Regions from separate parts of the Mus musculus genome. Here region 1 is linked to region 2. A link is a contact called in public HiChIP or PLAC-seq data. All regions are on one chromosome and are shown on one strand. The core of a region is the stretch at or near the end of the contact, and the rest is flanking DNA. Distances in the headings are between cores, read along the strand shown. Region 1 holds the start of Phka2 (phosphorylase kinase alpha 2). Region 2 has its middle 30 kb from the start of Pdha1.

Region 1 (6,927 bases), core at 3,359-5,858, 340 kb after region 2:
CCAGAGTGTATATATGGCAAACAAAGTAGGTCTTTAAAAGACGCTGCATGATATGTTATTGTTGCAACTGCTACATTCTGGTCCAGTCATACTTGTATGTATTTTTAAAAACATGTCAAATCTTGAAGAGTGTATAGTGACAAGGGGGAGCAGCTACTGGGAAGAGTGAATTATCCTGTGATATTGTTGTTTGTATGTAATAACATATATCCAACCTTGATTGTTCCTAGTTCTAGAGGGCCTATCCTATTTCTCACCTTTACCAGCTTGAGTGGTGCCTCAAGCAGTGTGATTATTAGGAACATTTCAAAATCCTTTAGTTAGGTCTTTCACTAAGGCTCCCTTGCATATATTTCAAATAAATGTTGTATCTGAGACTAGCCACAGTAGTAACATCTGTTTCTGTGTGTGCTCATTGTCTTTGCAAAATTCTTCTCCAAATTATTTAATTATTTTGTATTTATATGTTATGATTGACAAAACTGTTAAAAACCAATAAAAATCAATTTGCAGTTAAGTCCTTTAAGTTTGGTTTGCATTCTTTTTCTCCAACCCTACCCCCTGGCAGCGTGGCATGGAATGGTGGAACATACCCTCTGAAGATTTGGACTGTGGCATTAGAGAATGGCTTGTCCTGCTTCGTGACAGTGGTTTCCAAGGGCTATTGTCTATCTTATCTTACTCTTTCAAGAGATACTCTTTAACGTGTGTTGCCACTGACCTGTAGGAAATGTATGAAATGTTCAGACCCCATCCAAATGTCTGCTTCCTCAGTCTCCAGCAGTGGGTTTTCAGGAGAATGAAAACAAGATTCAAGAGGCTTTGTACATAATAATATATATCGAACTCTGATTGTTCCTAGTCCTAGAGGGTCTATATTGTTTCTCATGGTGTCTCAAGCATAGTATGTTTAATAGGAACATTTCAAAATCCTTTTGTTAGGTCCTAACTAAGTGCCATCTGCTAGTTAGCATTTGGAAGCCACAACTGGGGAAAGCAGCCTTCCCCCAGATGAGAACTGTCTGAGCAATCTTTCTTTCCCAGCGTCTCAGCTCCCACAAAGAAGCCATTGATTGGAAAGGTGATGAGACACTTTTGATTTGAGGGTGGGGGTAAGGGGGGAGGGATGAAACCTTGGAAATCAACCTCCCAAAGTAACGTACATACCAGAGTACACCTAAAAAGCACAGTCAAAAGTCCTTCAGTTCCCACCTTCCTTACCTTTTGTATTAGGGCCCTTGTCCGGTCCTTAAGCTAAATTCTCTTGGCTATTTGTTGGTTTGTAAATTCAGAGAAATAACATGACAAGACGGAGACAGAATGTTCCTGAGGAGTAACCTCCTCTGGTTTTAAAATTGGAGACTGTTTTAAGGAAGACAGAGGAGCTACTATTCTTCAGGAAATGTCGAAGCAGTGCCCGGCATCTGAAGTGTTTCCTCAATGCACTGGAGAAATTTCCCCCAGAATTCTCTAGAATCATTGAATCATAGGAACTTTGCTGCCTTTAATGAGCTGTGCCTTTAATGAAATGACGCAAACTGTTCCACTCGGTGAGCTGGCTTGTATCTAACAAGGTCACCTTGGAGGAAGGTGTGTTATTTGAAGGGTATTTCAATGGAGAGTTAATTTACTGAATGGCATACTCACCAAGCAGACTTGTTTGGTGTGACTTTTGTCTTCATAATAGCAAGAAAAGATGATTCAGTTTATCTCTATCTCATCTCCTCCTTGGGGTCTGAGGGACAGAAACCAGGAGAAGCTGAGTAAGTACAATAAAAACATACTATTGGGACCAGAGACATGTCTCAGAAGTTAAGAGAACTTGTTGCTCTTGCAGAGGACCTGGGTTTGGTTTCAGGACCCACATGGTAGCTCACAACCATCTATAACTCAAATTCCAGGGGATCTGACAGCCTCTTCTGACTTCCACAGGCACCAGACACGAACACAGTAGACATACATACATGCAGGCAAAATACTCATGTGCATAAAAAAGATTTTTTTTAAAAAAGGAACAAAATTGGGTCAAAAATTCTTAGGAATATATTCATTTATTTCTCACCTCAGTTTCCAGATATAACATCAAGAAATCAGAGCATATAAAATTTAAATATATATTCATATGGAATATTGTATTATTCAGGGTTTTACTGCTGTGAACAGACACCATGACCAAAGCAAATCTTATAAAAAAAAAAAAAACAAACAACATTTAATTGGGGTTGGCTTACAGGTTCAGAGGTTCAGTCCATTATTATCAAGGTGGGAGTGTGGCAGCATCCAGGCAGGCATGGCCCAGGCAGAGCTGAGAATTCTATGTCTTCATCCAAAGGCTGCTAGTGGAAGACTGACTTCCAGGCACCTAGGGTGAGAGTATTAAGCCCACACCCACAATGACACACCTACTCCAACCAGGTCACACCTATTTCAACAAGGCCACACCTCCAAATGGTGCCACCCCCTGGTCCAAGAATATACAAACTATCACAAATATATAGCCTTTAAAATAATATTTTATTAATTATTTGAGAATTCCATATAGTGTATTTTTATCATGTTTACCTAGATAGCTATATAGCCTTGTAACCCTGGCTGGCTTGCCTCAAATTCAGGACCTTCCTGATTCAGTATCCACAAAGATGGGATTACAAGTATCGCCATTCCTGGCTTTAAAATATATGCTTTTAAAATATATTTAATAGATACGTTCTTCACTATGAAGAAACCCTTATAGTCCCTGGTATGTCCTCTCCTTGACTCTCAATCTTATATAGCTGCAAGAAGTTGGAGCAGAGACAAATTTAACATTCTTTTACACTATGGTAATGGGAAAGTAAAATGATTCCAGGTCATCTAAACTAAATTATTACAGAAATAGTTTAATTTGGTTAACTGGTTAGTTTTTTCAAGTTGATTAAGAATGGACCCTCCCAATTCAGAGACAGGGTACTTTAGGTTCAAAAGACATGATATTTCCACTTTGCATGCTGTCCTCTAAGACAGAGTCTTAAGCTTCCAATGAGAACACAAGCCATCCTAAAAATAAGCAATGATGCCACCTTTTAAATACAGAAGAATATATGAAATCTCCAGGAAAGGTACATAGAAAGATTACTAAAGGGATTCAATTATGGTAATTGAATGCTTAATCTTACTCCCTAGGCCACAGCAACTCCTACATGGAAGTACATTGTGCACTGTTTCATAACTTCAGTGCCATTATTAAAACAAATAATGAGTTGAGAAAAGAATGGTAAGAAGATATGAGGGGAACTGCCCAATGTAAAACATATACATGCACCAAGGCTTGAAAAGAATGTTGAAAAGTACTCGAGCTGGGTGTGGTGGCACGTACTCAGAATCCCAACACTTTGGATGCCGAGGAAAGAAGTATTGCTGTGAGTTTGAGGAATAGTCTTGGATACATAATATAGTTGAGAGCAGCCTAGGCTACATGACAAGACTCTGTCTCAGAGAAAAAGTATGTGGGCTGATAGGGGTTGGGTGCTTTAGTTAAAGACTAACTATAAGGGGAGTCAAATAAGCAGGACTCATTTTCAGTCCATCAACATTGAGCCCTAGACACATGTACAATCAACTCTGTGCCAGGTGTGGTGGGAGATACCAAGCTATTTCATAAGCATCTCATAATCCAGTTAGAAAAGTATGCCTCAGTTAAAATGTAAACAATACACTATTTCCAAATGGTGCTGAAAATAGCTCTGGTTTAAGTGCCACTCTGAGTCAAGTATGTGCTACACGCACTTGACCTTGTCACATTACAAGGCATGAGGTTTACCCCAACAGATAAAAACAGTAAAAGTCAAACAACTGAAACAGTAACACAAATGTCTATATAAATCAGAAATGGAATAAAGTGCAGTTCGAACTGACTCGTTGCCCCATCTTTACTGAGGAAACTGCTATAGGAATCCAGAAAATTGGAAACGCTAATGAGTGGGCTGACCTAGTCTTTAAGGCAAAGGTAAGTTTTAGACAATGAAATGGGTCAAAGTGGAGAATAACAAAGTGCTTGTGGAAGCAATTACATTAGAACAGCTGCCCAGTCAAATTTATTTGTGGGCCAGATTTTGATGGACAATGAAGACAGGATCAAAGAATGCGGCCTGTGGTTAGCAACCTTGACAACTAATGGGATGCCAAATTTCAAAATATACTATTATAAATGAACTGCAAAATTCTCCCAGGAGCTAAGGCCAGGAGCCACGGGTACCAGGAGTGTATGTGGAGGACAGTACTCAGGCCTCCCTTTCTTGCTTTCAGTGCTGAGCTCCACTATGGGGACTCTGTCCTCAGGTGAGGCCCAGGACAGGGCGGGGCTATGACGGCCGGTCATCCGAAGGATGCCCAGGCGGCCCAGCCTCTTTCTAGTCTCCGGTGGGTTTGGCGGCTCCGCTCAGGAGACCTTGTCATTGCCGACCCAGAAAGCCGACTTGTTCTCTGCTTCCATCCAAGTTCTCCATACTCCTGCGGGCTGCCCCATTTTCCTTCCTGGTCAGGCCATGACAAGGAGGGCTCCAAACCCCACGGAGGAGGCGGACTGGGGGCGGAGCTGCGAGCAGATCGGTACCGCCCCCCCAACGCGTTCCTTCCGGGCGGGACTGCACGGGTTCCGCTTCTTGGTTCGGGCCGGCGTGAGGGGTGGCCTCCGTACCCCGGGGGCCGCGACCGAAGGACTCTGCTCCTTTAGCCTCAGCCGCGGTTGGAAGCAGGTTGAGGTAGGAGCAAAGTCAATAAAAAAAACTGAATTTCCGTTAAGAGCCCAGCTCCCCGCCGCTCCCAGCGGCCTTCCTCTGTAGACCCTCTCCCTTTAGGCGGAGACTTGGAGAGTCCGCCCCACGAGGGGGGCGGAGCCTAGTAAAGCTTAGGTGAGCTCCCAAGCAACCCGGAGCCGCCTCCCAAAACAGAGGGGTACCGCCAAGGCCTTTCTCCAGCCTAGTGCCCAGTCTAGGTTCTGTCGAGCATGGTGGTGGGACTAGAAACCCTCGGGGCAGCTGCTGACCGGGAGGAAGCCGGGCCGCGATAGCGCCACCCCCGTCTCCTCCCCCGCACCGCCCAGCGGCGCGACACTCTGGTTGGCTCGCCTTGCAAGTCATACTTTGGGTCTCTCAGTTTGAAAACTCTTCCTCTCGGCCCCCTTTGAAGAAACTCATTGACGCTGAATGTTTTGAGGACCAGGTCAGCTTGGAGGCGGCAACTTTGGCGGACACCAGCGGGCAGGTCCAGCTCCGTGGCCCATGAGCTTGGGCGAGATGCGGAGCAGGAGCAATTCTGGGGTCCGCCTGGACGGGTACGCGAGGCTGGTGCAGCAAACCATCCTGTGTTACCAGGTAAACAGAGAGCAGCCCAGAGAACGGTGGAAACTGCCCACTGATATAACTCATTCTCCCCAAGGCCTCTGTCACTCATGAGAGCTTGCATTTATTTAAGAGGTTTCCGACTTTAATCCAGTCCTTTGCTAGCCAGTTATCACCCTACTCCCTTATCGCTATTTTATTCACTTTACTCACAAGTCAGGCATTCTGGCTTTTGAACAGTTGCTGCGGCTGCTTTGCAGAATTCTGGGACCTTTTTTTTTCTCTCCTCTTCCTCCTCCCTTCCTCTTTTTCCCCCCATCGGGACACCCCCCTCGAGGTCCTTCCTTACTGCCTCTTTTGGATGAAAGAAGTCTGTTAGGTTGGACAGAGCACACTGAAGGAGAACAGTGAACTAACTCTACTCTGGGAACAGTAGGCAGGAGTGAAAAACTCCCAAGGCTTGCATCTGACCAGAGTGTGGGCAACTGTTACTGCCCCTCCCTTGTTAGAAATCCCCCTGAGAGGACCCTATGACCACTCTGGTTGCTGCTTTACAGCCAACAAAACTTCTGGGCACAGAGCATCAGCATCAAGGGGTCCTGTGAAACTGTGCATATAATCTCAGGTATGAATACGCCTGCTATGCTTCCTGCTTGGCAAAAGTTATGTGTGAGTGCCCAATGTAAGACCACTGAGCTATTTTTGTTCAGAGCAAAGACATCAGCTATATTGCTTGCCTTCAGTTGGCAGCAGCTATTTTTAGGGCTTTGAGAGTCAGAGAAGGAAGTAGCAGTTGGTGGTCATTTCCAAACCATTAACCTTTTTTTTTTCTTCTTAGCTAATTCCTTGACCTCTCACTCAGGAAGAATTTATTGTGTATCTTTTCTATGCAAGGCATCATACAAACTACATAAAATGAATAAATGGTACTGCCAGTGGTGTGACTTAGTGGTAGTTTACCTGGTAGTCTCAAGGCCCTGGATTGGATTGCAGCACTGTAAAAGAAAAAAAAAAATGTTCATAGCACAATACGGTGAATTTTATGAATAACGTAAAATAAGTTCAGTGTTTCTTGTTTGAAACACGTTGGGGCCAAATGTGGCTTGTAAGCTAGAAACGTCTTGATTTTAAAAATCATATGCATACTCTATAAGCATACTCTAATAGCCAGAGTAGTCCAGGCAGTACCCCTTAGTTACAGCCACTATTATTTCTCCATTGGAATATGAATGTTCACACTAAGCAATAAGTAAAGACTATAAAAAGAGTTTCACATTAGATCAGCTTGTCTTTGCCACCAAAAGAAATTTCTGCAAATGTAGGAGAAACATTTCCATATGTTAATGGCTCTGAGGATTGCTCATAAAGGAATGCAGGGTTTATTTGAGGAAAATACTCCCTCCCCCATCCCTCCCCCCTACTGCCAAACCATAGATGGCAAGGAAGGAGTTCTGCACGACATGGCATTCCAGTGGAGAGTTGAAGAGGGGCTAAGCAGAGATAGAGGTTACTCTTTGCTTTTATTCTTAAAATGTAATTACAAGTATAAAACGTAAAAGTCCCAGTTGAAAATGTTTCTACCCATTACTATGATAGAAAGAGCTGTAAA
Region 2 (7,283 bases), core at 1,036-3,535:
TGCTATATTTAGAATTCACTCACTGAGCTCAGCATTGGTTTGTTTCAGAGGCCTTTAGTATAGGTCTTTGAAATGATGGCTTGCAATGACTCCCCCGTGGCTCTCCCTTTCCTCTCATCAAGGTCATGTTTTCTCTAGTCCCTTTACATCCTTGTGAACTTTAAACAAAACCCTATCAAGGTACATTAGCAGGATGCAGATCCATCTCTTGTCCTAGTGGAACCCATTTGTGCTCTCTGTGTCAAAGCCACAGAAAATGAGACTCACTCAAGCTTTCCAAATGCCAGGAGGGCAACCAGAGAAGACTGCTAATCTTTCAAGAAATGTCTGTTATGAAATGTCAATGGCCCTTATTGTGAAACCTTAACGATGATCTTTAGTGTGGAGCTTATTAGTTTTCAAGGCTCTTCCGTAGGAGGAACAGTGAACAGCTTCTCTAGGGAGGATGGGATTTTCTATCCCAGTTCTTCTGTCTTATCCATTCATTTCTTCCATTCCCAAGAACAACAGAATTTGATGAATCATGGTATTACAATCCAAACAGAGTTTGTTAGGGGAGAAAGTATTACAAAAATAACAGTGGACACTTGTCTTAGTCACCATTCTATTGCTGTGAGGAGATACCTTTATTTTGTTTCAGACCTTAGGACAAGCGGCTAAGGTGCATATTTTATACACCAAAGCAGACCTGACCTCCAGGTCCTTTCAGCATCCCTCAGTCCCTACCTGGAATATCCTACCCCCAATCCTGAACCTCCCAGTCCAGAGGCTGGGCTACCTTTCTCCCAGAGATTCTTTTCCCTTCCTTCCTTCCTTCCTTCCTTCCTTCCTTCCTTCCTTCCTTCCTTCCTTCCTTCCTTCCTTCCTTCCTTCCTTCCTCTCTCTCCTCTCTCTCCTCTCTCCCCCTCTCTCCCTTACCATGGTAACTTCCCTGGGGCCAGTGAACTCACGGCTTAGCATTTTCCTGTTCTAGTTTCATTTATGATGCTGTGAGAAACTCTCTCTCTCTCTCTCCCTCTCTCTCTCTCTCTCTCTCTCTCTCTCTCTCTCTCTCTCTCTCTCTCTGTGTGTGTGTGTGTGTTGTATGTTATCCCAAATTTTAACCCATTAGTGTGGATAAGTCAAGACAGGAACTTCAAATAGCTTAGTCACATCACATCCCACCCCAGCTGAGAGAAGAGAGAAATGAATTCCTACATACCTACTTGTTTACCTGGCCTGAACTCAGTTTCTCCATTCCTATACAGTTCAGACCTCCTGCCTTGGGAATGGTGCTGCCCAGGTGGGCTGGGTCTTTTCACATCAATTAACTAACAATCACCCATAGACATATCTGTCTACAGGCTAACCCTGTGCAGACAGTCTTTCAATGAGACTCTCATTCCAAGTGATTCTCGGTTGTATCAAATTGGCAATTAAAGCATCATACCATCATACCTATCCTCACAGGGTTAAGGTCAGGAGTGGACTCTGTCTGCTGGATCCTCATTGCCTCTTCTCTGCGGGCATACTTAAGGTTATGTGTCCTTAAAGATTTTATTTTTATTATTATTTTAAATTGTGTGCCTCTCTCTCTCTCTCTCTCTCTCTCTCTCTCTCTCTCTCTCTCTCTCTCTGTGTGTGTGTGTGTGTGTGTCTGTGTCTGTGCATGAGTAATTGCACACGTACTTGGTGTCTGGAGAACATGAAGAGCACGTCAGAGCCCCTAGGCTGGAGCTGCAGACAATTGTGACACAGACACTGGGAACTAAATTCCATTCCTTGACAAGAGTAGTGTGCACTTTAAACTACTGAATTGTCTCTCCAGCCCTGGGTTATATGCTCCTAATCTGATTGTGGTTCAAGAAATTATTCTATTTATCCAACAGCACTTACTGATCATTTATAATAAGTTGGACCCTGGCGAGAGGATAGTGAACGTGCTTATAGGCACAGTCTGACAGCTCTGAGCACACAGGCTGTGAGGGTTGCTCTCAGTTCAGAAGAGAGACAGCATCAATAAGTAATTACCCAAAGGTATGAGGACCCAGCAGGGGCAGCCTGTTCTGCCTGAGGAGTTTAGAGAACGAACACTCACTGAGAAAATGGTAATTATGCTAGGGATTAAGGAACCATAGACATTCAGTGGAAAGGGGGAGGGGAAAGATCACCCCTGGAAAGATGCTGCGCTGTGCAAAGGCTCACTGAAAGCTGACCAAGTGTGGAGGATTCAAAGAATAGCAGCTCTCAGTAGCTGCAGATTAGGGGATTTGAGAAGGAGCTGGGTGGAGTAGGATCACAGAAGAGAAGGGCCTGGGAAAGCAAGCTGAGGTCACATCCTGAGACCTTTTCCTGCCATGCTATTGGGAACAAGTTCCTGAAGAGAAGCTGCTCTCCGGTGTGAACAAGACACTCCTGGAGGGAGTTTGTCTGCGGGGGGCCTGAGGGACCCATAGGAATTTTAGTCCTGCGGAGAGACTGGGATTTTGTAGATGCAGACATTAATTACTAATCTTGGGCTAGTTTTGACCTTCTGGAACAGTCATTCCTTGCTCCACTCTATCTGAACTAGCACCGTATGATAATAAATAAAAATCATTTTAGTAAGCCATTAACTTGGAGCACAAACTCTTACCAAGAGCTAAGAAGGGCATCAGGTAAGATTTTAGGCCCTATAAAGGAAGCTTCCCCCATCTCCATGTGCCTGCCTCTCTGATATACCCACCGATATATTTTAAACTTACCTCGATTTATGACTTTCTTTGTTCTGTAAAACTATGAAAACTTCATGAAACTGATTCCATGTTGGAACATGGAATTTAAGTAACCTAAATCTATATTTTCAGTCATTCAAAATGGCTCCAGAATAAATTATCTCTTATTCCCTTTAAAATGAGAGCTATGGTTTTTATGTCACTATGGAATTTGGGTTTTAGCACTGCAGAACCAGTTGTTGTTGGTTTCTTTTCTTTTTTTTTTTTTTTTAAGCTAGAGATAACATTGTTGGACTTCCGTCTTAGCAAGGCCATTTTGGTGACGTCATGGAGGGATGGCGTGTTGGAAGAGAATGTGGCTTGGAGGCAGTTCATGTGTGATACTGGACTGAGGTCACTGGGTGGAAGGAGACTGGCTAATTAAAGTAGAGGGAGGAGTCTCTGGGAAGCAGAGGTTGTGGGGAAAGGAGAGCTAGGAGATTGTCGCTTAAAATAAATTGTAGTTTAAGTTTCTGTGGGATAGCCTTCTCACCAAAACAGACCCAGATGATGATGATGACAACGACGATGAGGAAGACTCTCTCTCTCTCTCTCTCTCTCTCTCTCTCTCTCTCTCTCTCTCTCTCTCTCTGTGTGTGTGTGTGTGTGTGTGTGTGTGTGTGTGTGTGTACTCAGATCTGACACTGTTAAGGTAGCTAAGAACTCAAGATTAGATAGGCCATGGTCCTAGGAGAAAAGCAAATACTATTGTTCTGCTGAAGGTGTATCGGTTCATGATTCACCAAAGAATGATACCCTGGACTCAAATAGTATGTAAATGGAAAGAGTGCTTTATTCTTTATGCTGGGGCCTCTTCCATGACCAAGATAGAGAGACAACCAAGTACCCAAGATACAATTCACAGACCACATGAAACTCAAGAAGAAGGAAGACCAGGGGGCTGGAGAGATGGCTAAGAGGTTAAGAATACTGACTGTTCTTCCAGAGGTCCTGAGTTCAATTCCCAGCAACCACATGGTGGCTCACAACCATCTGTAATGGAATCTGATGCACTCTTCTGGTGTGTGTCTGAAGACAACTACAGTGTACTCATATAAATAAAAATAAATAAATCTAAAAAAAAAAAAAAAGATGAAGGAAGACCAAAGTGTGGATACATCGATCCTTCTTAGAAGGGGGAACAAAATACCCATGGAAGGAGTTACAGAGACAAAGTCTGGAGCAGAGACTGAAGGAATGACCATCCAGAGACTGCCCCACCTGGGGATCCATCCCATATACAACCACCAAACCCAGACACTATTGCGGATGCCAACAGGAGCTTGCTGACAGGAGCCTGAGATAGCTGTTTCCTGAGAGGCTCTGCAGTGCCTGACAAATACAGAAGTGGAGGCTCACAGCCATCCATTGGACAGAGTTTAGGGTCCCCAATGAAGGAGCTAGAGAAAGGACCCAAGGAGCTGAAGGGGTTTACAGCCCCATAGGAGGAACAACAATATGAACTAACCAGTACCCCCAGAGCTCCTGGTGACTAAATCACCAATCAAGGAAAACACATGGTGGGACTCATGGTCTAGCTGCATATGTAGCAGAAGATGGCCTTGTCAGTCATCAGTGGGAGGAGAGGCCCTTGGTCCTGTGGCGGTTCTATGCCCCAGTATAGGGGAATGCCAGGACCAGGAAGCGGGAGTGGGTGGGTTGGTGAGAAGGAAGAGGGGAAAGAGGATAAGGGGGTTTTCAGAGGGGAAACCAGGAAAGAGGATAACATTTGAAATGTAAATAAAAAATATCTAATTAGAGAGAGAGAGAGAGAGAGAGAAAGAAAGAGAGAGAGGATCTGGGAGGAATTGGAAGATGAGAAACTATGATCTAAATATATTGCATGAAAAAATTCTTCATTAAAAATGTGTGTGTATTATAGTGATATAAAAATGCATAAAATGACAAAACTATTGTATAAACATAAGCTTTGCTCATTTATACAGTATATATTTTTATACCTTTCTCTTCTCCTTTCCTTATTTTAAATATCTATGTTTTTGCTATATGTAAGTATTTAAAGCTTATGCAAGTATGAGGGCCAGTTTGATGGAAGGGCACTTGCTGTTAGCATTCTGTATAAACTCCACCCCACAGTTACCTGGCAACAGCCAGGTAGGCTTGACCCACTATAAAAGGGGCTGCTTGCCCCCTCCTCCCTCTCTTGTTCTCTTGTTTCTCTCTTGCTCTCTTGGGCTCTTCCCTTCCCCCCTCCCTTCACCCTCCCTCCATGTGGTCATGGTATGCTTGGCTTCTACTTCTTTACTCTCTCCTTCTCTCTGCCTTTCTCTGCCTCTCTACCCTCTTAATTCCCCTCCCCATGACCTGAATAAACTCTATTCTATACTATACCGTCTTGTGGCCGGTCCATCAGGGGGAACGGATGCCTTGGCATGGGCCAGCTGAGACATCCCCTTCCCCTATACCTCACTACACCCCCATAGAACATAACCCCTACCTCTTTATCTTTTCATAAACACATCACTTGCTACCAAAAATAGGGCCCTGAGTTTGGTCTCTGGGACCTGCATAGAGTGAGGAGAGAACTGACTCTTACAAGTTGTTCTCTGACCTCTACATGCTTGCCATTGGCACACATGCTCTCCATGAATAAATGAATATAAAATATATAAACTATACAAATGTGCCAGACTTAGGAGGTAGAGGCAGCAGGAACTGCCTGTTAACGGCCTTTTTGTCTCCATAGGGAGTTTTGAAGCCAGTTGGGCTAGAGATTCTGCTTCAAAACAAGCAAACAGGCTGGAGAGGTTAAGGACAATTGCTGCTCTTCTAAAAGACACGAGTTGAACTCCCATCATCTGCATGACAGCTTTCAAACAGCTAAAACTCCAGTTCCAGAGGATCTCATGACCTCTTCTGGCCTTGGTTGGTACTGCAGGCAAATAGTACAAAGGCTGGCAGGCAAAACACCCAAACACAAACTGAAAATAAAGTGGATCACAGGGCTCCCAATGGAGGAGCTAGAGAAAGTACCCAAGGAGCTAAAGGGATCTGCAACCCTATAGGTGGAACAACATTATGAACTAACCAGTACCCCGGAGCTCTTGACTCTAGCTGCATATGTATCAAAAGATAGCCTAGTCGGCCATCACTGGAAAGAGAGGCCCATTGAACATGCAAACTGTATATGCCCCAGTACAGGGGAACGCCAGGGCCAAAAAAAAAAAAAATGGGAATGTGTGGGTAGGGAAGTGGGGGGGAGGGTATGGGGGACTTTTGGGATAGCATTGGAAATGTAATTGAGGAAAATATGTAATAAAAAAAAGAAAACATCAATACCCCAAGCAAACAAATAAACCACACAATGTGAAATGAATTTTCTACCCAAAATTGTAGATTAAAATTCTTTTATAGTAGTGGTCAGGAAGTTTTCTTCTAATGTTTAGTATAGTCCGTGTCATGGGTGTTGGGCACATATGGCCTCTTTGTCACAGCTATTCATCACTATCACTGTAGAGCCCAAGCAGACATACATCATATGTCAATAGTTCCCTTGAGTGTTCACACCGCAGTAGTCATGGAAACTTCACTCCCAATTTGACTACTGCTGTGGGGCCACCCTGAAGGGACCCATGTAGGTGGATTCTTGATGGTGCTCTTGGTGTGAGACAGTAGCTACCATGTAAGTACAGAAGGGATAAAAGTCCAGAAGAGTTTTATTCAAAACAGTGTGTGCATACATTATCTTGATTTGACTCCTCTCCTCAGGTAACATAAGATATCTTGAATTTGTATCATAATGAAGAAGCACAACTAAGTGGACATCATAGAATGTATAGTGCAGGATAGAATAAATGTCAAATAGTTCTTCTGGGCAAAGGAATGGCGAGGGAGGTTTCAACTGTACAGAGGGTGGCTGCCAGCAAATCTTCAAGTAAACTCTCTTTACAACAATCTTGTCGATTGCAGTTCTCTGAAGCGCACTAATTCAGGGTTAGGTGTATACTTCAGTGGTAGAGTGCTCTCCTAGTTTGCATGATACCCTAGCTTTCATTCTCAGCAACACACACACACACACACACACACACACACACACAGAGAGAGAGAGAGAGAGAGAGACAGAGAGAGACAGAGAGAGAGACAGAGAGAGAGACAGAGAGAGAGACACACAGAGAGATTTAATTAATAAAGCAATAATATGTTCCTATATGTTTGTATCTTGCAAGGAACACCGGGGGGGGGGGGGTTCATGAATGTCAGGCAAGTACTCCACCTGTTAGCCACATCTCCAGCCCCTACTTTTTATATTAAAAAACAAACAGGCAGATGGATTTTCCTATTTGCAATCAATAGCATGTTAGCCTTGAACACTGGGATGCTTGTGATGCTTCACCAGTGCAGAGTGAGGCTGCATGTGGGTTTAGGACATGTTTGTCAGATATGTATCTGGATTTCTAAGGACCCTGTGTTTGCTGTTTCTGACTTCAGTTTATTTCCCTTTTAAAATTATAGCCAACACACCATTTTTCTTTTTTCTAATCCTGATTGTTCATTTCCTTGCTCCAGGAGTCAAAATGTAATATACATATC

Evidence for each region. HiChIP or PLAC-seq counts read pairs in DNA pulled down with a chosen protein or histone mark.
Region 1: a contact with region 2 is called in an H3K27ac HiChIP or PLAC-seq map of extraembryonic endoderm stem cells. The contact joins the promoter of Phka2 here to the enhancer-like site in region 2. A contact is called at or near these places in 11 of 39 promoter capture datasets (the 3T3-L1 cell line, 3T3-L1-derived adipocytes, cranial neural crest and 5 more), 9 of 115 datasets of contacts at active chromatin or transcription factors (astrocytes, embryonic stem cells, extraembryonic endoderm stem cells and 4 more) and 1 of 9 other capture datasets (adipose tissue).

Annotation. Positions count from the first base shown.
Region 1 is chrX:160,497,554-160,504,480 of GRCm38.p6, forward strand. It overlaps Phka2 (phosphorylase kinase alpha 2), which reads left to right and starts at 4,609. Exons shown (of 33, transcript NM_172783.4): 1 at 4,609-5,351. The coding sequence starts at 5,274. Adgrg2 (adhesion G protein-coupled receptor G2) reads left to right here. Exons shown (of 28, transcript NM_178712.4): 28 at 1-523. Gm15241 (a long non-coding RNA gene) reads right to left here and starts at 2,265. Exons shown (of 4, transcript XR_387097.4): 1 at 2,232-2,265; 2 at 1,648-1,735.
Region 2 is chrX:160,164,741-160,172,023 of GRCm38.p6, forward strand. No RefSeq gene overlaps it. Among named protein-coding and RNA genes, the nearest start is that of Pdha1, 30 kb to the left of the region's middle. Within about 2 kb of position 2,286, at least 8 of the 459 cell types and tissues checked have an H3K27ac peak or open chromatin away from gene starts, as enhancers often do. A contact at or near this core is called in extraembryonic endoderm stem cells, where this site is marked.